Regions from separate parts of the Mus musculus genome. Here regions 2, 3 and 4 are each linked to region 1. Evidence: chromatin contacts called from public HiChIP or PLAC-seq and promoter capture Hi-C data. All regions are on one chromosome and are shown on one strand. Each heading gives the region's core, a stretch centred on a gene start, on an enhancer-like site or on the middle of the called end of the contact. The rest is flanking DNA. Distances are from core to core; before and after follow the strand shown.

The links. HiChIP or PLAC-seq counts read pairs in DNA pulled down with a chosen protein or histone mark. Capture Hi-C pulls out chosen DNA fragments and counts their contacts.
Region 2: an H3K4me3 HiChIP or PLAC-seq map of bone marrow-derived macrophages shows a contact between it and region 1, with 4 times the contacts expected there. The contact joins the promoter of Rgl3 here to the promoter of Zfp810 in region 1. A contact is called at or near these places in 1 of 484 Hi-C or Micro-C datasets (CD4 T cells) and 2 of 115 datasets of contacts at active chromatin or transcription factors (bone marrow-derived macrophages and microglia).
Region 3: an H3K4me3 HiChIP or PLAC-seq map of bone marrow-derived macrophages shows a contact between it and region 1, with 4 times the contacts expected there. The contact joins the promoter of Plppr2 here to the promoter of Zfp810 in region 1. A contact is called at or near these places in 2 of 39 promoter capture datasets (fetal liver and hematopoietic stem and progenitor cells), 1 of 484 Hi-C or Micro-C datasets (erythroblasts), 1 of 115 datasets of contacts at active chromatin or transcription factors (bone marrow-derived macrophages) and 1 of 9 other capture datasets (liver).
Region 4: a promoter capture Hi-C map of liver shows a contact between it and region 1. The contact joins the promoter of Swsap1 here to the promoter of Zfp810 in region 1. A contact is called at or near these places in 5 of 39 promoter capture datasets (the 3T3-L1 cell line, the C10 cell line, liver and 2 more), 3 of 484 Hi-C or Micro-C datasets (B cells, CD4 T cells and embryonic stem cells), 2 of 115 datasets of contacts at active chromatin or transcription factors (embryonic stem cells and large pre-B cells) and 3 of 9 other capture datasets (adipose tissue, liver and macrophages).

The regions. Positions count from the first base shown.
Region 1 is chr9:22,304,338-22,309,471 of GRCm38.p6, reverse strand. Zfp810 (zinc finger protein 810) reads left to right here and starts at 1,834. Exons shown (of 8, transcript NM_145612.2): 1 at 1,834-1,923; 2 at 3,870-3,960.
Region 2 is chr9:21,987,615-21,992,538 of GRCm38.p6, reverse strand. Rgl3 (ral guanine nucleotide dissociation stimulator-like 3) reads left to right here and starts at 3,086. Exons shown (of 19, transcript NM_023622.4): 1 at 3,086-3,174; 2 at 3,580-3,690; 3 at 4,264-4,493; 4 at 4,635-4,688; 5 at 4,826-4,924. The coding sequence starts at 3,142. It overlaps Ccdc151 (coiled-coil domain containing 151), which reads left to right. Exons shown (of 13, transcript NM_029939.3): 9 at 531-691; 10 at 775-931; 11 at 1,582-1,737; 12 at 2,058-2,142; 13 at 2,295-2,668. The coding sequence ends at 2,413. It overlaps Gm36414 (a long non-coding RNA gene), which reads right to left and starts at 3,043. Exons shown (of 2, transcript XR_379185.4): 1 at 2,900-3,043; 2 at 1,831-1,953.
Region 3 is chr9:21,934,258-21,939,273 of GRCm38.p6, reverse strand. It overlaps Plppr2 (phospholipid phosphatase related 2), which reads right to left and starts at 2,264. Exons shown (of 10, transcript NM_001290299.1): 1 at 2,116-2,264; 2 at 710-879. Ccdc159 (coiled-coil domain containing 159) reads right to left here. Exons shown (of 13, transcript NM_025977.3): 11 at 4,757-4,839; 12 at 3,646-3,744; 13 at 3,402-3,478. The coding sequence ends at 3,474.
Region 4 is chr9:21,951,793-21,957,021 of GRCm38.p6, reverse strand. Swsap1 (SWIM type zinc finger 7 associated protein 1) reads right to left here and starts at 1,269. Exons shown (of 2, transcript NM_025870.1): 1 at 1,018-1,269; 2 at 1-345. The coding sequence starts at 1,260. Gm45914 (predicted gene, 45914) reads left to right here and starts at 1,016. Exons shown (of 1, transcript NR_132099.1): 1 at 1,016-1,738.

The DNA of each region.
Region 1 (5,134 bases), core at 585-3,084:
TCCAATTTTGTCAGTGTTGGAAAGCATACAATGTCTACAAATAGTCAGGAATGGAAGCAATCTGTATCCATGTGGGATTAATTCATATGTTTCAATTTTTCCCACCATGAGAAATGAAAACATATCATGGCTTTTTGAATGGTTGTTTTTATAATCCATTTCATTACTTTTGATTTCTTTATGTGAATATTACAACATTTTTATTTAGATTTCTGAGGACATATCTAATATGAAAGCTGGGGACAGGCCATCAGGGGAAGGAGGAGAACCTCACTTTAAGACATTTTATAATTTGTCCCCCACTTTATTTGTATCAGACACTGGGGTTTTAGGGGATTGCTGCCCATTTCAAAGCACAGCCTTTCGCCTCAAAAGAGCAAAGTTGGAAAGAATGTGCATGGAATTTATAAAGCTGGTCGAATACTTCCCATTTGTGTAAGATATACCTAAAAATAACTCATAAGATGATATAACCAAGGGATCAGGAACTAGACACATCTCTGACAGGCAGACAGACAGAAAAGGGGACCTTAAAGAACAAAAATGGCAAATTTCTGGCTTTTTCCTCACCCCATCCCCCACTCCCCCCACCTCTACTCTGGCTGCAATGACCCATTTCTGGATGCTCAAGGCCAGACAGGGATTTGTTTACCTATAGCTATGGGCCTATCAGATACTCTTCTTTGTAACTGACCAATCCTAAACTAGGGAAAGGGGGACTCATGGTTAGCCTCCAAAATATTTCAAAACCCAAGGGGAAAAAGTGTTGTCCTTTTTCTGCTTCGGTCTGGATGTGCCTGGCTATGTTTGTGTGCTTTGTTTGTTTGTTTTTTAGAGACAGGATCTCTCTGTGTATCCCTGGTTCTTGGAACACTCTATAGGCCAAGCTGGCCTCGAACTGAGAAATCTGCCTGCCTCTGCCTCCTGAGTGATAGGATTAAAGACATGCGCCGCCACCACCCGGCGGTGCTTTTTAACTTTTATTAAAATTTGATACCTGTTGCTGCTACCTACTGTGTCTGAGGTTTTTATTTATTTATTTATTTATTTATTTTTTTTTTTTTAAAAGATTTATTTATTATATGTAAGTACACTGTAGCTGTCTTCAGACACTCCAGAAGAGGGAGTCAGATCTCGTTACGGATGGTTGTGAGCCACCATGTGGTTGCTGGGATTTGAACTCTGGACCTTCGGAAGAGCAGTCGGGTGCTCTTACCCACTGAGCCATCTCACCAGCCCTATTTTTTATTTTTTGTTTGTTGGTTTGGTTTGGTTTTTTGAGACAGGGTTTCTCTGTGTAGCCCTGGCTGTCCTGGAACTCACTCTGTAGACCAGGCTGGCCTCGAACTCAGAAATCCACCTGCCTCTGCCTCCCAAGTGCTGGGATTAAAGGCGTGCGCCACCACTGTCGGGCCAGATTATTTTCCTGTTGCTACCTGCGGTGCTGGTCCTGTCTCACTTCTTTAATTGGCAAAGGAGATTGAACTCGATCCAGACCCTAGGACGATATCTCCGCCCTTTGTACAAGGCTAAATGCAAGCGTTCAGGTGGCGGTGGGCTCTTGCACAGGATGCCATACCTCAGGATACCTGCGGAGCGAGAAGTTGTCATTTTTAAACGGTGGGAATAAAGTTGGCTTGCTTTATGCACTCATGGATTGGTGCCAGCTTCTGTCAGTCAGGTCTGAGCCGGATGAGAACTGAAACCCTGTCCAATCGAAGGCGCCGGGGTGAGAAACGCGCAATCGGGCGCATAGACAAAGGGAAGGGGGCGGGCTTTGGCGGTCCGGCCTTTGTCTCTGACGTGACAGCATACCACCATCTTGGGATCTGGAGCCGGTGTCCCAGGTTCGGGGGACTCTGTCGGTACCGGCACGGGTCTGCGCCGCGCAGCGAGGACGCGGGGTGTCTCGACTCCGCCATGGTGAGCGCGGCGTCCCCGCGGAGCCGGCGGCTGCAGAGTCCGAAGCCCGAGCCCTCCGCACCCCAGCTGTGGGGTGGGGGCTGGGCCCCCCGAGTGTCCTGTCGCGTCCCTGGTCCTCGCGTGGGGACTCGAGTCCCGCCGCTGTGCTCTCCCTGGCTGGGATACTGGAGCGCAGGTCACGGTCCTTGGACCGAAGTCCCCCGCGGGGTTTGGGGCTTGCGGCACATTCTTGCAACCAGCTGTTCTGAAAGGACTTGTGTCAGCTGGACAGTGCCAGCAACCGACCCCCCAGGTTACCTGGCCCCAGTGAAGGGTTGCCCCAGGATTTTCCTGGCCCCGCGACTCTGCACGACCCAGCCCCATCACCTTCAGCCCTGTATGCCCCTTGCTCTGTGGCTTGTTTCTGAATTTCAGGATCGCACTGAAGGGTGTTCTTAACTGTACTGATTTTAGTATTTAGTTTTTAACTGTACTGATTTTAGACGCTAGTCCCTTGATTTCTCACCTTTTCCCCTCAGGGCATGTATTTTCTTGGGTCCCGTTCTCTAGGGCATGGGTTGGAATCTGAGTACCTACCTATTCTCTGAATACCTTACGTTCTCTGTGATGGAGCCTAGGAAATGCATACTAGGGAAGTGGCTCTGTCGCCAGCCCAGCCCCCACAGAACAGGAATGTCAATGCCTTGGGCTGAGAATCTAGGTGTCCAGGTTTCTTCCCAGAGGCAAAAAAAGAATTGAAGACCTAGGGACCGAGAAAGTAGAGAAAGGTAAACCCCTCACCTCTGCAGAGGTGACAACAAGCATCTCTTGAAGCAGAAAGCCGCCTGGCAGGCGGAGGGGAGGGATGGATCTCCCTGAGCACATGAACCAGCACTCTGCTTCCCTGGCCGTCTTTCTTTCCCCACCTCTGTTTGCATTTCTCTGTTGGCTGTTCTATGAAGCCTAGAGCCAATAGCTCTCCTTGCTGCGACTCTCAACCCTAAGTAGAGATGGGATAGAGGCTCTCTGGACACTTTACTGAATGGTAAGTTGAGGCCAGGGAATGGTTCTAAGTATGAATGACTTCCTCAGTGCCTGTCACTGGTCAGCCAGGGTAGTCATAGAACTCAGAAGTTGGTGTCTACTAGACTCAAGGAGACTCCCAAAGGGATGGGAGAGACAGTGTTTGCCAATACCCCTATAGTCTCAGAGGATGAATGAAGAACTGAGGAGTCTGTAGGAGGGATGTAGGCCTGAGAAAGGGTGTGATGGAGGAAGGCAGGGTGTGATGGAGGAAATAAGGGCCTGAGGGAGGAGGTGAGGGCCTGAGGGTGGAAACCAGGACCTGAGAGAGGAGGTGACAATCTGAGGGAGGAGGCCAGAGCCTGAGGGAGGAGGCCAGGGCCTGAGGGAGGAAGTAAGGGTCTGAGGGAGAGGATGCCTCAATCTGAGAAAGAGTTGATGGAAAGGGATTTGAGGATGGGACAACTGAAAAGAGATCTGATCCTGAAGATCAGCTCTGAGGGAGGACTCAGGTTTGAGGAGATGTGAAGAGTGAAGGCAAAGACAGACCGGATAGAAAGGAGAAACCTTAAGGCAAATGGGAAGAGAAAGGAAGCCCCCCCCCCCCCTCTGCAGGACCCCTTCCTCTGGAGTCTGACGAAGTCTTGTCAGCTGAAGCTCAACTAGAATAAAGCTGTAAAGTTGCCAATGCAGTCTTACTTCTGTATTACAACACCTCCATTAAAAATCAGGTAACCAGCCGGGCGTGGTGGCGCACGCCTTTAATCCCAGCACTTGGGAGGCAGAGGCAGGCGGATTTCTGAGTTCGAGGCCAGCCTGGTCTACAGAGTGAGTTCCAGGACAGCCAGGACTGCACAGAGAAACCCTGTCTCAAAAAAAAAAAAAAAAAAAAAAAAAAAAAAAAAAAAAAAAAAAAAAATCAGGTAACCTTGATTGTTTTGCAGATGTAGACTCGAGTTTTCCTGGGAAATCCTCATGACATACTACTTCCAGAAGGCCCAAGGGAGGAACTCTATTCCCTGGAAGCTGGAAATGGTGAGTTTGTGGTCTGGCTCCCACATCCAGGGGAGGGAAATCTATAGCCTGCATACTTGGGCTAGTCTAGGTCCCTGCTGTCTGTGCAATGTGATTATGGGGTGCACTCCCCCCATCATCTCCTGAGAGGTTTGCAGAGCATTCAGTGAGTGGTTACCTGATCATGTCATGCCGTCTCTGTAGTGAGAAGGAACATAGAGCTTAGCTGGCTACCTCACTGCAGCCAGGAACTCTGTGTTTGTGGGGTGCGTATGTGTGAAAACTGGTTACCTCACTGCAGCCAGCAAGCAGGAAGGGGTGGGGTGGTGAGGACACTCCAGTAGCCCTTCTAGGACATGTCCCTGATGACCTTATTTTCTGATACTGGGCTCTGTCCAAAGGCAGTTGAATAGATTATTGACCAAGACTGTTGCCCCTGGAGTTTGGAGTGTCATTCAGTTCCAGTATAACCCTGAGTGTGCATGCTTTTGTTGCGGGGTTGCTCATTCTGTCCCACTGGTGGCCGTGACCCTTACTGTGCTGTCTCCCTGCAGAGTCGGTCACTGTGATCCTGTAGTTTGATGCCAGTTCTTACAAGGATGTTTTGCTGGTGGTGGTAGTTTTTGAGACAGGCCTCACTCTGTGGCCCTAGGTAGCTTGGAGCTTGTTCTGTGGGACAGGTTGGGCTTAAATTCACAGAGATCCAGCTGAGTGCTAGGATTAAAGGCAGGCATCACCGTGTCTAGCCTAAGTGTGCTCTTCACAATCAAATTATGTTGACAGTTTGGGGCTTTTAGTGTATATGTTGAGGACACTGTGTAGGACAACATTTTTGTGATGATCTTTTGTATTAAGATGAGTATTGAATCTTTAAATCTCTGAGCAATACGGATATCTAGATTTAATTTCTTACCCTCTGTGAGCATGAACTACCTTTCCCTCCCCGTACCCTTCCCACACCCCCTAGTGTGTGTGTGTGTGTGTGTGTGTGTCCTGAGATAAGGTGTCACTGTGTATCCAGGATATCCTTGAAGACACTGTATAGTCTAAGCTGCCTTCAGAGGAGTAGCAGCCCTCCTGTCTGTGCTGGGGTTCTGGGTCCTATGGAGGCTGTTTCCTCTAATTTTGAATTTGCAGGAAAGTGGTCTTTGATTCTTCAGCTAGTAAATTGTAAAGTTAGATAGGAGATACAGCT
Region 2 (4,924 bases), core at 1,837-4,336, 320 kb after region 1:
CCAGTTTAGGTTCTCTGCTGCTCCTCAAAGGGGTTAATCACCAGGAGGGCCAGGACTCTGACCTTTGTGATCAGCTGTCCAAGGTCCCTTTGCAGAAATGGGTCTAGAGCCGGTGAGATGGCTTGATGGGTAAACATGATTGCCCAAGCCTGGCAACCTGAGTGCCATCCCTGGGCCCCAAGCTGGAAAGTGAGCGCTTTCTGAAATCCACATGTGCACCTTGGCACATGCATATGCAAACGGCTGGGAGGGCTGATGGAGCTCTAGAGACACAATGTCTTTGCCCGATCTGAACTTGCTGGCACAGTCATTTTTGAATAGAGAATATTCACTGCTGTGCTGCCTTCCGCATGCAGATTTTAGCTGACTCAAATATAGGTGGGAAAGGGCATGGGGCAAAGTGCAGCCTTGGAGTAGTCGGGAGACTGACCCACACTATCCTCATACATTGTTGTGTGACAGAGAGAGGACCATAGTGTCCTCGGGGCCTCCCTTGTTCCAGGCTCTGACCAGGGATGTGTGGTCCGCAGGCGGTAGTGCGCAGGTTCCTGGCCCAGGATGAGACCTTCACACAGTTGGAGAATCTCAAGAAGGACAATGAACTGGCGTTGGCGAAGTTGAAGGAGGAGAAGCAGCGGCTCCAGAGGGAGCTGGAGAACCTCAAGTACTCGGGGGATGCTACGCTGGTGAGGTGAGGCTTCGGTGGCTGAGGGGAGGCTACGGGGACGCTGGAGTCAGCCATTGGCAGCTGCTGAACCTCCTGGCTCCCGGCAGCCAGCGGAGGCTCCACGAAGAGATGCAAAAGACATTCAAGAAGGAGGAGCAGCGTCACAATGATGTCCACGAGAGACTGGAGCACACCTCGCGAATCCTCCAGTTGGTCAAAGATTGCTTGGAGCATTTGGCCAACAAACTGAGTCACGTAAAACTGGTAGGCCCCGCCCTTTTAAATAACCCCCATTGATGCTCCGCCCCGGGGAGGCCCCACCCCAAGGAGCTCCACCCCAATGGACACTGTCCCTGGGAGGCCCCACTGCAGAACCTCTTCCACATTGAAAGCCCTAATCCATGCCTGGCAGCCCTGCCCATGTCCTCCCAGAGCGTCAGCGCAGTTGGCATAAAGATGCCACACAAGCCATAGGCTCCCAGCCCTGTCTCCTGCCCAGAATGCAAAGTTCCACACCATGCATCGCTGTCTTGGTCCTACATTCCGGGGGAAGTCCTCTTTTGCTCAGTCTCAAACTCTGACTCTAATGGGCAACCATCAGCCCAACTCAGGTGTCCCATGTCTATGGGGCGGTGCGGCCCTGGGTGAAGAAGGTCCCACTTTGTCCACAAGAGCTCCATTTCTTCAGAAAACCACCCTCACACTGGCCTAGGTCGTGTCATTAATCTCAAAGAGACCTCCATGTAGCTCAGATTCAAAGATTCCACCCTCAAGGCTAGGTTTTCATTTTAGAGGCCCTGCCCAGTAGTGGTAGACACGCACCTCAAAGCTATGAAAGCCCACTTGTTGGGTGAATCGTGTCCCCACCTAGGTGCACGGTATCTCTCAGCTAACTTGGCCCGTCCCCACCACAGGATGATACGGTATTGGCAGGAAAGAAGTTAGACCGGGACTCAGAGGACTACGCTTACAATCTGCTGGTAGTTGTCCAGGAAAAGCTGCTGAAACTGCAGGACCAACTGGAGAGCCAGGACGTGCCTGAGTTGCTGCGACACATAGCAGACCGAGAGGTTCACACACATCCTCCGCGGCCAGTGGGGACCAAGGCAGGGGGTGGGGGTGGGGGTGGGGGAGGGAGGGTCGAAAATCAGAGAGCAGACTGACATAGGAAACAGGTGCTGAATGGGCGTGAGCTTCATAACCAGAGTAGCGAAGCCTGGACTGGGTGGATCTCAGGTGGCAGGGCCTCCGAAACCAGGCAGCGAAGGGTGGGCAGTGATCTCCACCTAGAATCCGGTAGAAACTCAATGTAAGGTGCACGGAGGTGGAACAGAGCCTCACTGCCATCCCACATCTCTCTCCGGCCTCCCCCTACCCCCCCCCCCCGCAGTTCCTGGCCACGCTAGAAGGAAAGCTGCCCCTATACAACACCCGCATCCTTCTGCCCGTCGCCAGTGTCAAGGACAAGTTCTTTGGTCAGTGTGGGCCAAAGGGGGATGAATGGGAGGGGCGCGAGGTGGCCTTAAGTCAAGGCCAAGGAGGAGGTGCATGGTGTGGCGAAGGCTGGGAAGGGAAAAAGAAACGGTCCCTCACCCTCCCCATCACCCACCCCTGCCTCTCTCTGTAGATGAAGAGGAGAGTGAGGATGATGACCGTGATGTGGTGACCCGCGCTGCCTTCAAGCTCCGTTCCCAGAAGTTAATCGAAGCCCGCAGCAAGAAGCGCAATAGGTTGCGCAGATCTTAGACTCGCAGTCAAGTCCTATCGGATGCCTCCGGGACTCTAGGGAGCCCTCCGACCCTCTGGGTCCACCTACGGGTGGTGTGTGTCTGGGAGCCCCGGAGGCTCCTTCAAGGGCTTGGAGGAAGCTCAAGCAGGGAGCACCGCAGGCCAGCAGCGCCCGGAGGAGAGAAAAGGCCGAGCCAGAAGTTCCCACAGTAAATCTCTCGAGGCGGGTTGGTGCCCGCCTCGGAATCGCGCAATAAAGGTCACTGAACAACCCCCTGGGTATTCACCTCTTTTTGACCCTGCACCGCCCCCAAAAGGCTGCCCCCACAAAATGCAGGGCCACAGACACTTCGCGGCTTCTAGCCTGAGATGGCATGGCTTCCATCACCTATGGTACAGATTCAGTGTGCCCTCCTTCTCCTCCAGACATAGGAGACACCCTCGACACCTGGGATTGATCAACCCCAACCTAGTATAAAGCACTTCCCTCCCAGGGACACAGACCTGTTGTCGTGTCCCCTGCACCCATATGTCTGAGTGACAGATTGACCCGCACTTCTGGGAAGGAACGGGACTTCTAGGCTAGCCTGGGTGCGGGGATGGGGTCCGGCTGGGGACCTCTGGAATTGTGGGACCGCCTTGCCCAGCCCCGCCCCACGACTGGACGCTCGGCTGCCCCGCCCCACTGCCCGCTGGCCCTTCCGCTTCACTCAGCGGCGCCAGGGAGCAGGACGGGCACCGGGGCCATGGAGAGGACAGCGGGCAAAGAGCTGGCCCTGGTAAGAGGAAGCTGGGGATCCTCGGACCCCACGTCCCTAGTGTACCCCCAGATTCAGAAACTCCAGGCGACCGCCCCTCGTTTTCTAATCTTTCTGCAAAATGGATGTGCCTTGGAGTCCCCATTTGGGGATTCAGAGTTCCTGACCCCGTGAAGCGGCTAGTTTGGGGGATGGGGACGGGGGTCTGAGGAATCTCAGGAGGAGGTGACAGATTCTTTGTGACATTGGACTCTGGGATATCCCCAAATGATACTCCATCCACTCAAGACCTGGGAGAAGGGTATCCGTGGCGAAGACCTGGGATCCCACCCCGAGTCTTGAATACTCTGTTCGGGAAAGTGGGCCAAACATAAAGGCAGGGGGCTGAAGCCGGAGGGACTTCCCTGAGCCCGCCTCCACATCCAGGCGCCGCTGCAGGACTGGGGCGAGGAGACCGAGGATGGCGCCGTGTACAGCGTCTCCCTGCGGCGGCAGCGCAGCCAGCGCTCGACCCCAGAGAGGTCTGGAGAAGGCCAGGTGAGGAAGGGACTGAGGCGAGCAAGTGAGGGCGGACTCAGCTCAGGGGCCTGGGAGTTGGGAGGAGAGGGGGAAGCTGGAGAGCTGAGGGTGAGCCTCCCTAGAACTACGGGGCCAGGAGGAAGGGCGGAGCTAAGAGGCGACCAGGTGTGTGGAAAGGGCCTGGGGGCGGCCAGGTGACTTGGTTTGAATCCAGGAAACGGGGTGGGGCCAGGTGATAGCGCTCCCCCCAAAGGCGAAACTGACCGGCAGGGTGCAGGAAAGCAGAACGGAGGAGCGGCCAGGTGGTGATGGGTGGGACTCAGGCTTGGCCAGTGAAGCTTGGCTGCAAAACTGCCTGAAGCCTGGGGTGGCGGGGTGAGGAGGGCACAGAGGGAAGTGCTAGAGTAGTGGGGTGTCCTGCGGGGTTGATGTGAGCATTGCATGATTGGTGTATATTTAGGGAGTCTCGGAGTTTCAGAAAAGGACACAGTCACACCCCCCCAAAAAAAGTGCCAGAGATGGGTATAATTGGAAACAAGGTGCTTGGAACGCTCCTCACCTTATTTCATTCACTGCCCCACTCCCCCGCAGACCCCCATCCCGGCTACCGACACCTTCCTTCATTACCGAACCAGCAAGGTGCGGGCGCTGAGGGCCGCCCGACTGGAGCGGCTGGTGCATGAGTTGGTGTCCGGAGACCGCGAGCAGGATCCTGGCTTCGTGCCTGCCTTCCTGGCCACCCACCGGGCCTTTGTACCCACAGCCCGCGTTTTGGGTTTTCTGCTACCCCCGCCACCGCCGCCGCCACCACCTCCTGCTGGGTCAGTCATTTTCAGGAGACCCGCATGTCCCCATCCCCAGAACCCCATCTACCTGCGCACACACACATACACCTCAAATTTAGAACCGAGGTCCTAACGCCCTATAGCTCTGTTCCCATCTGATAGAGGCTTTCTTCCCAGGGTAGACAGCAAGAGGACAGAGGGACAAGATCTGAACTTCAGCAAGAACCTGAGGTCGGTTTCCATTCCCGTCCACACCCTCGACCCAAGGGAGCGTGGGGGAGGGATCTCAAGGTCGGGTCTGACGACTGCAAGGTTGGGAACGTTTAGATCCTTGGACTCAATTTTGAGCCACACACCCCTCTGTTCAGGGCTGTAGTTTCGGTGCTGGGTTCTTGGCTGCGAAATCATCCTCAGGACTTCCGGGATCCCCCTGATCATCAGAACCTAGGCAATGTCCGAATCTTTTT
Region 3 (5,016 bases), core at 1,015-3,514, 370 kb after region 1:
TGGGGGCGCATCACTGAGACAGTGAGCCTTCATGGAGTTCTGGGTCTGCTCTTTATCCTGGCTGTACTCTGCGTTCAGCTCCCACCTTGCTGGCCCCTGCTCCTGCTCACTGGAGATTCCTGCCTCTTCTAGTAGGCTTTGAGGCCTACTAGAGAGCTAAGGCTTTTTCTTCTTTCTTCTTTCTTTCTTTCTTTCTTAGTTACATTTATTATTTGTTGAGTCTGTGCATGTGTGTCACACAGTTCATGTGGAGGTCAGACAGCAACCTGCAGAGGTTGGTTCTCTCAAAAGATTCTATAGTGACATCTTCAATTAAAGAAATTCTACAGACCCCATGCCTTTTATGGGAACCTCTAACCAGCCTTTAGAGAAGGGTGCCTCTCTCCTTGGTACACACCTTTGTCATATTTTAGGGAACTTCATCTTCTTTGCCCAGGAAATCCCAGGCCTCTTGCCCTCTCCCTTCTCCAAGTTTCTTCCACCATGGCCTCCACATCTCCCTCCCCTGTCCCCATGGGCTGTGGGATCTGGTGTGGGCTGATAGCCAGACACTCCCTCTCTCCCAGCTGCCTCGAACACCCCCCATCCTCCCAGGCCAGCTGCCTCTCCAGTCTCCTCTTACCAACCCCCCTACATCTAACTTCAATTCCCAAGGCATCAGTAGCCAATACAGTCAAGCCAGCTTATACCTACTGACACCTGGTCTCACCTGTGAAAGAGCCCTAGGGCTTCTTCCAGGCATCCACCTCCACTGCCACCAACTCACAGCCACTCCGTGAGGCCAGCAAGGCAAGAACATTCATCTCCATTGCACGGATGTGGAAACTGAGGCCCAGGCAGATGAAGGTGGGTACTGTGCATCCAGGGCTCCATTGAGGCCTACTCCACAGAATGACATATTGGAGAGAGGGTCACCAGATTCCAGGTGTGCAGAGTCACCCATATGGGCACTCCCACATAAGATATAACCCAGGCGTGGCCTCCATCCCAAACACTACACACAGGGACATCTCAGAACATGACATCCACCCATTCCACAGCAAGAGCCAAGCACACTGTGTGGGGTGCCTGTCTCATGCTGAGCAAACCAGATTTGCTCATTCACACAAATCCCCAGCACCCCTAAACACACACACACACACACACACACACACACACACACACACACACACAGTTTGCATATGGCCTGTCATAGACACCCACACGGATGGAACATACCCCCTCAAAGACACAGTCAGAGAGACACACAGAAAGACAGCCCAGCCCCCCACAAATCCCTGTCCTGATACAGTCACCACCATAGATAGACTCAAGGTTGCTAACCACTTAGAATCACAGCAGAGTCACTCCACACAATAAGAGTCACAGAATGGGTCACAGAGTCACACCCCCAGTTACAAGGCGCTCAATGACAATCACACACATGAACACCCTCTCCACAGTCATAGCAGAGACAGTGTGCCACCCACAGTCTCAGCCACATGGTCAGGTAGGGATATATGGGATATATGCGACAGGGACTTGCAGCACACACAAAAGGCAGGTAAGAGCAGACACCTGCCGGATTGCAAAACAGACACACAACATCAGAAGGAATACAACAGTAACTACAAAATGACAGATCACACAACTAGACACCACACCAACACACACACACCAGTGTATATTCTCTCTCTCCTCTCTCTCTCTCTCTCTCTCTCTCTCTCTCTCTCTCACACACACACACACACACACACACACACACACACACACACAATCAGTGGACACACCCGAACCCATCACAGCCAGACAGCCACACAACCAGTTACACAACCACACACCAACAAGGGGCAACTACACCATCATTCACCCACAGCCACCCTCGCAGCACTGTGGCCTGGCTCTTGAGGTCTCCCCCCGGGTGGGGGGGGTCCCCTTCTCCAGACTCCCCTCCCCCAACCCCATCTAAAGCCCTAGATCGCCGCCTCCCCTCCCCCTATCGCCCTCGCCCCCCCTCGCCGCAATGGACCCACAGGGAAAGGATCAGAAGGACCCATGTCCATGGTCTGGACCTGCGTGTCCAGGCTGGGCAGCTCCCCGGGCTAAAAAGAGGGGGCGCCCACGCTTCTCCCTCACCCTGTCTAGGCCGCCGCCGCCTGAACCCTCGCTCCCTCTACACGGTCCCGGCGCCGTAGAACAGTCAGATAGATCGCTGGTCAGGCAGGCGGACACCGAGATGAAGTCTGGACCGCCGGACTTGCCGCTCCGCGCAGACTCCGTGATCGAGGTGGGGGCGGGGCCACAGGATGCCTTATTTGCATAACCCAGTGGGGCGGGAGCACGATCACATTTGCATAACCCAGTGTGGAGTGGGCCCAAGCCTCTTGTTAGCCAGGCAGGCGGGGCCATTGGGCCCTTAATTTGCATAACACAGATGGGCGGGGAGTTGTGATCATGTCGGGGCGGGGCTATAAACGCTCATTTGCATGAATCAAAGAGGCGGTGCAGGACGTGAAGCAGAGATTAGAAGGGAAAAAGAGTGGAGATAGAGTAAGGACTAGCTAGGTAGAAAAGGCGAAGAGAGGAGCTCGGCCTCTTCAAAGAACACTCTCTGGTACGCCTCTCCGCATGGCATCCCAGATCCATTTTTGTGTTTGAGAAAGGGTCTCAGGCAGCTCAAGCTGGTCTCCAGTTTTCTTTGTAGCCAAGACTAGCCTTGAACATTGGATTTTCCTGCCTCCATCTCCTTGAGTGCTGGAACTTCAGACCTATTCCATCACATCTGGTTTGTGTGATAGGATTGGAACGCAAAGTTTCCTGCATGCTAGGCAAGCGGTGTCCTGATTTTGTGTTTTCTAAATTTTTAAAATTGCATTTATTTGCTGGGCAGTAGTGGCCACATGCCTTTAATCCCAGCACTCCGGGGGCAGAGGCAGATGAATCTCTATAAATTCCGTGCCAGTCTGGTCTACAGAGAGAGTTCCAGGACAGCCAGGGCTAGAGAAACCCTGTCTTTAAAAAAAATTTTTTTAATTACATTTATTTATCAAGGTGTGTGCCCGTGTGCATTTATAGATTGGAGGACAACTTGCATGAGTCAGTTCTCTACCTTTATGAGTGTCCCTGGGATCAAACTCAGGTCTTCAGATTTGGTGGCCAGTGCCTTTGCCCAGTGAGCCATTTGTTTGGCTCATTTCTTTGTTTTTGAGACAAGGTCGCCTGTGGCTCAGGCTGGTTTCATACTTGCTGTATTAACTTTAAAGTGATATGCTTACTTCCACCTACCTCCTTGGATCACACGCCCAACTAATTACACCCTAAGTCTTGTCTCACTGTCATGCCAGTCTCTGCATCCTTTGAGATAACAGAGTTATCTGGCATGGGGAGGACCCCAGACTCTTGAACCAGCAGGTGCAAAAGTCCAGGGTGGAGAAAGGTCTCAGCTAGTTTATTTTCTCTCTGGAGGGATCTTCAGGGCAAGCAGTCCCAGCTGCTCAAGCTACAGGGAGAGAAGGTAGGTCGTGGTCTGGTTTGAACCAGGAGAACTCAGGGTTGCCAACCAGGGACCAAATGCCCAGATAGAGTGCCAGCCTCGAGGCCTACACTGTGGGAATCACAAGTGGGCCAGATGGTAAGGGATGGAGAGGGGCTGAGTAGGGTCTGTACCGGGAGGGTAGGATCCACTCTTGCTGAAAGGTCTCTCCCAGTCTGAATCGGAGTCCCAGGAGGGGCACTGAGAGCTCTTGCACTGGTGTCCTTTCTGGCCTGTGGGAGAGACGTGCCATCCTGGCCCTCAGGTCCTCAATATGACTCACTAGCAACTTTGGAATACGGAAACCACATCCCTTGAGGTGAAACCATACTCACTTATGATCCAGACACCCACATCCCTTGGGTGACTGAAAGTAATACCAAATTATATCAGTGACCCTTTAAATGTTCCCTTAAAAACATGCCATAGGGGGGCTGAAGATGGCTCAGTGATTAAGAGCACTGACTGCTCTTCTAAAAATCCAGAGTTCAATTCCCAGCAACCACATGGTGGCTCACAACCATCTGCAATGGGATCTGATGCCCTCCTCTGGTGTGTCTGAAGACAGCAACTGTGTACTCATATACATAAAATAAATCAATCTTAAAAAAATATTCCATAGAGGCCCAGAGAGGTGGCTCAATGGTTAAAAGTACTACTGTCTACTCTTCCAGAGGACACAGGTTCAATTCCCAGCACCCACATAGTAGCTTACAACTCTCTGTAATTCCAGTTCTAAAGGGTCTGATGCCTTCTTCTGGCCTCTGAGGCACCAGGCATGCAGGCAGTGCACAGATATATGCAAAACACCCACAAACATAAAATAAAATACATCTTTTAAAAAACCCAGAGCCAGGAATGGTGGCACAGATCTGTAAGACCAGAACAGGGGAGGTGGAAGTAGGGGGGAGGGCAGAAGTTCAGGTCATCTTAGACTACATAGTGAGTTTAAGTTAATCTGGGCTATGTGAAAATATTTCTCAAAAAAGGCAAGAGAAAAAAAAATCTCACAGATCTTAAATGTGACCCCAAAGTGGCTTGTGCATGAAACACCCAGACTCGCCTTGGGTTTGAAGTTCTCTTTCACCCATCCCCTAATTTCTCGGGTTCTGCCTTCTTCAAAATCTCAACCAGTCTCTCAGCTATCCAATTTAGCCTTGGAACCCCAGCCTATGTGACTCCCTAAAGGTGGCCTCATATACATGAGGCTGGGGGTCACCTCCCCTATTACATTCGGCCCCTTACCTCTGAGGCTGGAGGCCCTGGGTCTGGTGCCCATTGACAAAGCAAGACAGTCAATGGAGCTCTGCAGACTGTGAACGGCAGACCTGTGGGGAGACAGAGAAACGGGGGCCCCACGAGATGCTGGGGCATCCAGGGTACCCCTGAACCGAGCCAGGGAGAGAGCGGCCGAGGAAGGGATGAGGCCCAGAAGAAGTAGGAATCAACTGGGTTCCAGATGGAGTGGGTAGAGAGGCAGGCTGGAGGAGGGTTAGGGGATCAGA
Region 4 (5,229 bases), core at 20-2,519, 350 kb after region 1:
ATGCTGTCCCAAGCCTAGGGCATCTGGCTGCAACCAGCACTGTGCAGGAAAATATCGCTTAAGTAATGGCAGATGTGGGGCATCGGCCTCTGCTTCTTTCTGGGTTTCAAGGGCCACAACAAGCCCACAACTGCCATTGGCTCCAAGACGGTGGCTAAAGAAGGCAGCAGTATCCAGAAGCAATGCAGCCAAGTAGGCGGCTTCCTGGGCACTGGGATCCTCTGCGAGATATTCTTCCAGGCCGTCCAGGAGTAGAAGGGATGGGGTCGGTGCTGGGGCCTCATGGGCAGAGGCCAGCAGCTGGAGAAGCTCTTGAATTGAGGATGGGTACTGGAAACGAACCTTCTAGAAGATAGGAAAAGGCTAGACTTAATATAGGAGGTCAAAACTCCCTATTATGGCTACCTCACTTCTATACTTTCCGGTCTAGGCTCTCATGGTCCATATATAAAGTTCCAGGATGAAGCACCAGCTCAAATACTTCACCCTTGTCACCTGCCCTTCTCCAGCAGTTGTCACTGCTCAAGATTATTTAAGGAAAAAACATTTTTTTTCTTTAATACAGGGCCTCATGTGACCCAGGATGATCGCAAACGCGTTTTGTAGCCAAGGATGGCCTGACACTTCTGAGAACTGAATCCCAGGCATATATTATCAAGTCTGGTTAAAGGGATAGAAAGAACCCAGGGCTTCGCGCATGTTAGGTAAATTCTCTGTTCAGTTAATCCCAGTCCGTATTTTTTTGTTGTTGTTTTTGGTGGTTTGTTTTGGTTTGTCACCCATGCTCACCAATGCCGCCCGACCACAGGACGGTCTTTCACTTCATCTTAACTAAACCCGCACTGTCCCGTCCCACGACCCTACTCCGCCTCTTCCACCCACCACTTCCACAGACGCTTTATGACGATTTAGTTGTGAATCTACGATTCACGCTGCCATTTGCCTATCGAACTGTCACTCAGGCGCGAACTAGCCCGCCATTGGGTAACGCATTGCCAGGTCCAGCCCTCCGTTTACCTGGAGCCGCCAATGCTCTCGCGCTGTGGGTGTACTGAGCGGCAGGCTCTGAAGGGGCCTTCGCGTCACGAAGAGGACGGACCCGCGGCCTTCCCCTGCCGCCTCAAGGGCGGCTGCAAACAGCAGCGACGTCTGCGCAGAGCGCGGAGCGCCGAGCAACAGCAATGGCGGCCCGGCAGCGCCATCCTCTCCTGGCCTTGCCGCGCAGCCGGCATTCAGCACCCGCCTCAGCGCCTCCGCCATTTGCTGAGTGCCGCTGACCAATCAAAAGCGATATCTCATCTTGGGCCCGCCCACACAGAGGCCTCATTGGCTATAGTTCACAGACTAAGTTCGTCGCTGGAGCTGTCAGCCAATGATCAAAACACGGAGCGTGGAGGAAGTGGGTACTTTGAGGGAATTGCTGCAAGAAGCCGTGTGATCGATTAAAAGGAAAGGAAGGTCGAGGGTCCAAACGTGCTCCAAAGAGACGCCCAGGCTCTAGGTCGGAGCTGTAGAGAATGGCTCAGTCGTTACGAGCACTGGCTGCTCCTCCAAAAGACCCGGGTTCAGTTCCCACCATCTACTAGGTGATTCACAGCCATGCACAAGTACAGTGTGAGGGAATCCGACGCCCTCTTCTGGACTCCGCGGACACGTGGCACCCATATATTTATGGCCCCGCGCTTATACACACACTCATGTAAAAATAAATCTAAACATTAAAAAAAGTAGAAGCCGGTCGGTGGTGTCGCGCACCTTTAATTCCAGTACTTGAGTGGCAGAGGCAGGTGAATCTCTTAAGATCAAGGCCAGTCTAGAGAAACCGTCTCAAAAAAAAAAAAAAAAAAAAGTAGGTTCCCTTAGATATATATTGAGGTTTGCAACCAGCCTGAGTTACATGAGCACCTATCTTTAAAAATAATAATAATGATGATGATAACCAGACTTTTAGCTTGCCCACCTGCAAAATGAATATTGTGATTCCATGTGATCATTGTAATGCGTTGGTGTGAACAATTGCTGATGTCACCGAAGCAAAGTTCACAGAGACCTGTTTGCTTGTCTCTGCATAGTTGAATATGGGGAATTTTATTTTTTGGTAGGGTCCCAGACATTTTAGCCTGTGCCACTATGATAAGTTAATACAAGGCTGGGGGTGAAATTCGGGGTTTTGTCCATGCTGAGCAGGCACTCTGCCCTCCATGGGGGGAGGGGTGATTACATTTATTTAGTTGGTGTGAGTGTGTATATACTCCCATTGACACAGAGTGCATGCACTCTGAGGACAACTTCTGGGATGGGATGCAGTTCTTTCTACCCCACCATGTGTGTCCCCTGGATGACAGATTTTTAAAAAAAGATTTATTTATTTATTTTATGTATATGAGTGCTCTGTCTTCATGTACACCTACATGACAGAAGAGATCATCAGATTCCATTGTAGATGGTTGTGAGCCACCATGTGGTTGCTGGGAATTGAACTCAGGACCTCTGGAAGAGCAGTCAGTGTTTTTTAACCGCTGAGCCATCTCGCCAGCCCCTGGATGACAGATCTTCAGGGCTGGTGGCAAGAGTCCTCTAAGCCATCTCACTGGCCCCGATTTCTGGGATTTTTTAAAAATCTTTTTTTGTGTGGGCGTGTGCAGGATTACCTGTGCCACCTAGCGTGTGGAGGTCAGTCCTTACCTTCTAGCTCATTTGCACAGTGTGTCTTGTTCACTGCTGTGTATGTCAGACTGGATGACCGTCACAGCCCCACCACGAGACCGATCCTGTGTCCAGTGTTTAAATGGGTCGACTCTCAGGCTCGTGCCTGTACATCCTGCACTGTACATACTGAGACCTCTCCCAGGTTCCCTGTATGAGGGCCCTTTAAGAGGCCTGTCATCTAACTTTCTTTTTGGCCTGGGACCTTCTTAATGCCTGCTTGTATTAAGAGGAGAGAGAAAATTGTGTGTGTGTAGAAAGAGAGAGAGAGAGAGAGAGAGAGAGAGAGAGAGAGAGAGAGAGAGAAGAGAGAATGAGGGCTTCATTCACAAGAGTCTATGACCACACTGGAAAAGTGCAATTCTTGTCAAGTCACTGAATGAAAGAGGAAGAACTGAGGGAACCAAGGTGAGTGGTGGGTGATCCTGATTTCTCAGCCAGTCTCTTCACCCAAACTTGGCTCGTGAGCTGTCACTCAAGCCTGTTTCCCTGGAAACCTTGTCTCCTAGTAACTTCAAAGTGGTACGGTTGCCTGGAGACCCAGGAACAGGGCGGAACTGTGATTTCCTGAGCTTACTCTTTCCCTCTGGGGACAGAAAACAGCTTCACAACATCCCCCAGTACACCCACACACACAGCTGGGCACCCTCACCCTGAGCACACACACACACACACCCTGCACACACACATGCACACCCCAGAACACACATACCATGCACATACACACACCCTGCATGCACACACATGCACACACATGCTATGGCATTCAGAGTTCTATTGCCCCCACACACATAAACAGCTGAACCCTGACACAAAGCATTCCATACAATATTCCCACTTTATACTCCACACCCTGACCCTTGCGCGCGCGCACGCGCACACACACACACACACACACACACACTAGGACACAGGTTGAGAAGACTATGTGGTGGGGATTCTTCAGACATCCTGAGCACAGTTATACTGTTGTAGGAAGTCTGATGCTTCAGCCTCCAGCCCCCACCCAGACACAGCCTGACACTGCAAAGCTTTAAGTGCACAGATCACAACAGCACACTCTCCACGGGTCTTTTCACGTGCCTTACCGGAAGGGTTGGCTCTATGGGCTCTGTCTAGCTCTGGGTTTGTTTATTTGTTTATTTGATTGTTTGGCTGGCTGGTTGCTGGTTTGGTCTCTCCTCCCTCTCTTCCCCTCATCACTCAGGACCCCACCTGTGCCAAGTGAACATGGAGCACTGAGCTAAGCACAAAGAACATGGAACACTGAGCAGAGCACAGCCCTGGCCCTCTTTTTTTTCCCCCCAGCCCCACTTAATTTTTTTGTTTATTTTTGTTTTATGGCTATAAAAGTTTGCCCATATGCATTATGTGGCACTATGTGCACCATGTGAGCCTAGTGCCCTTAGAAGTCAAGGCTGCGCCACCATATGAGTGCTGGGACTGCATCCAGGCCCGCTGCAAGAGCAATGTGTGCTGTTCTTCTCCAGCCTCCCTTCCTGCTTATTTTACTCTTTATTGAATTAACTTATTTACTACTTTCTTTTTTTCTTATGCAGGGTTTCTCTATGTAGCTCTGGATGTCCTGGCACTTGCTCTGTCAGCTAGGCCTCAAACTCAGAGATGCTCCTGCCTCTGCCTGCTGAGTGCTAGGATTAAAGACGTGCACCACTGCTTGTCCTTTTTTCTTTTCTTTTCTTTTCTTTTCTTTTCTTTTCTTTTCTTTTCTAATGTATGAGGACACTGTAGACACTGTAGACACACCATTAGAGGGCATTGGATCCCATCACAGATGGTTGTGAGTCACCATGTGGTTGCTGAAATTGAACTCAGAACCTCTGGAAGAGTAGCCAGTGACCTTAACCACTGAGCCACCTCTCCAGTCCTTCATTTTCTTTTTAAATTGAGACTTTCATCTCCCTAAGTTGCCTAGTCTGGTCTTGAACGTACTGTGTAGTCCAGGCAAGCCTTGAACTCATGACCTTTCTGTCTCAATCTCATAAAGAGCTGGGATTGCAGGCTGCAGTACTAGGTCTGGCTGCCATTTGCTCTACACACACACATACACACACACACACACACACACACACACACACACACACACACACACCATGAATGTGCAGTGCCCATGGTGGCCAGCAGAGGGCATTAGATCTCCTGGAATTGGAGTTACAGATGATTGTGACCCACTATGTGAGTGTTGGAAACCAAACCCAGGTCCCCAAGAAGAGCCGCAAGTGCTATTAACGTCTGAAGGGACATCTCTCCAAACATCATCACCATTACCATCATCATCATCATCATTTTCTCCTCATCTTCCTCCTCTTTTTCTTCTTTCTTTTGTTTTCTTCTTTTCCTTTGAGTTATTTATCCATGTTTTAGGCATATGGCTACTTTTCCTGCATGTATGTCTGTGCATAAATGTGTGCCTGATGCCTGCAGAGGCCAGAAGGGTCAGATTCCCTGGAACTGGAGTTACGGAGAGTTGTGGGTGCTTAGGTTGAACCCAGGTCCTCTGTAAAT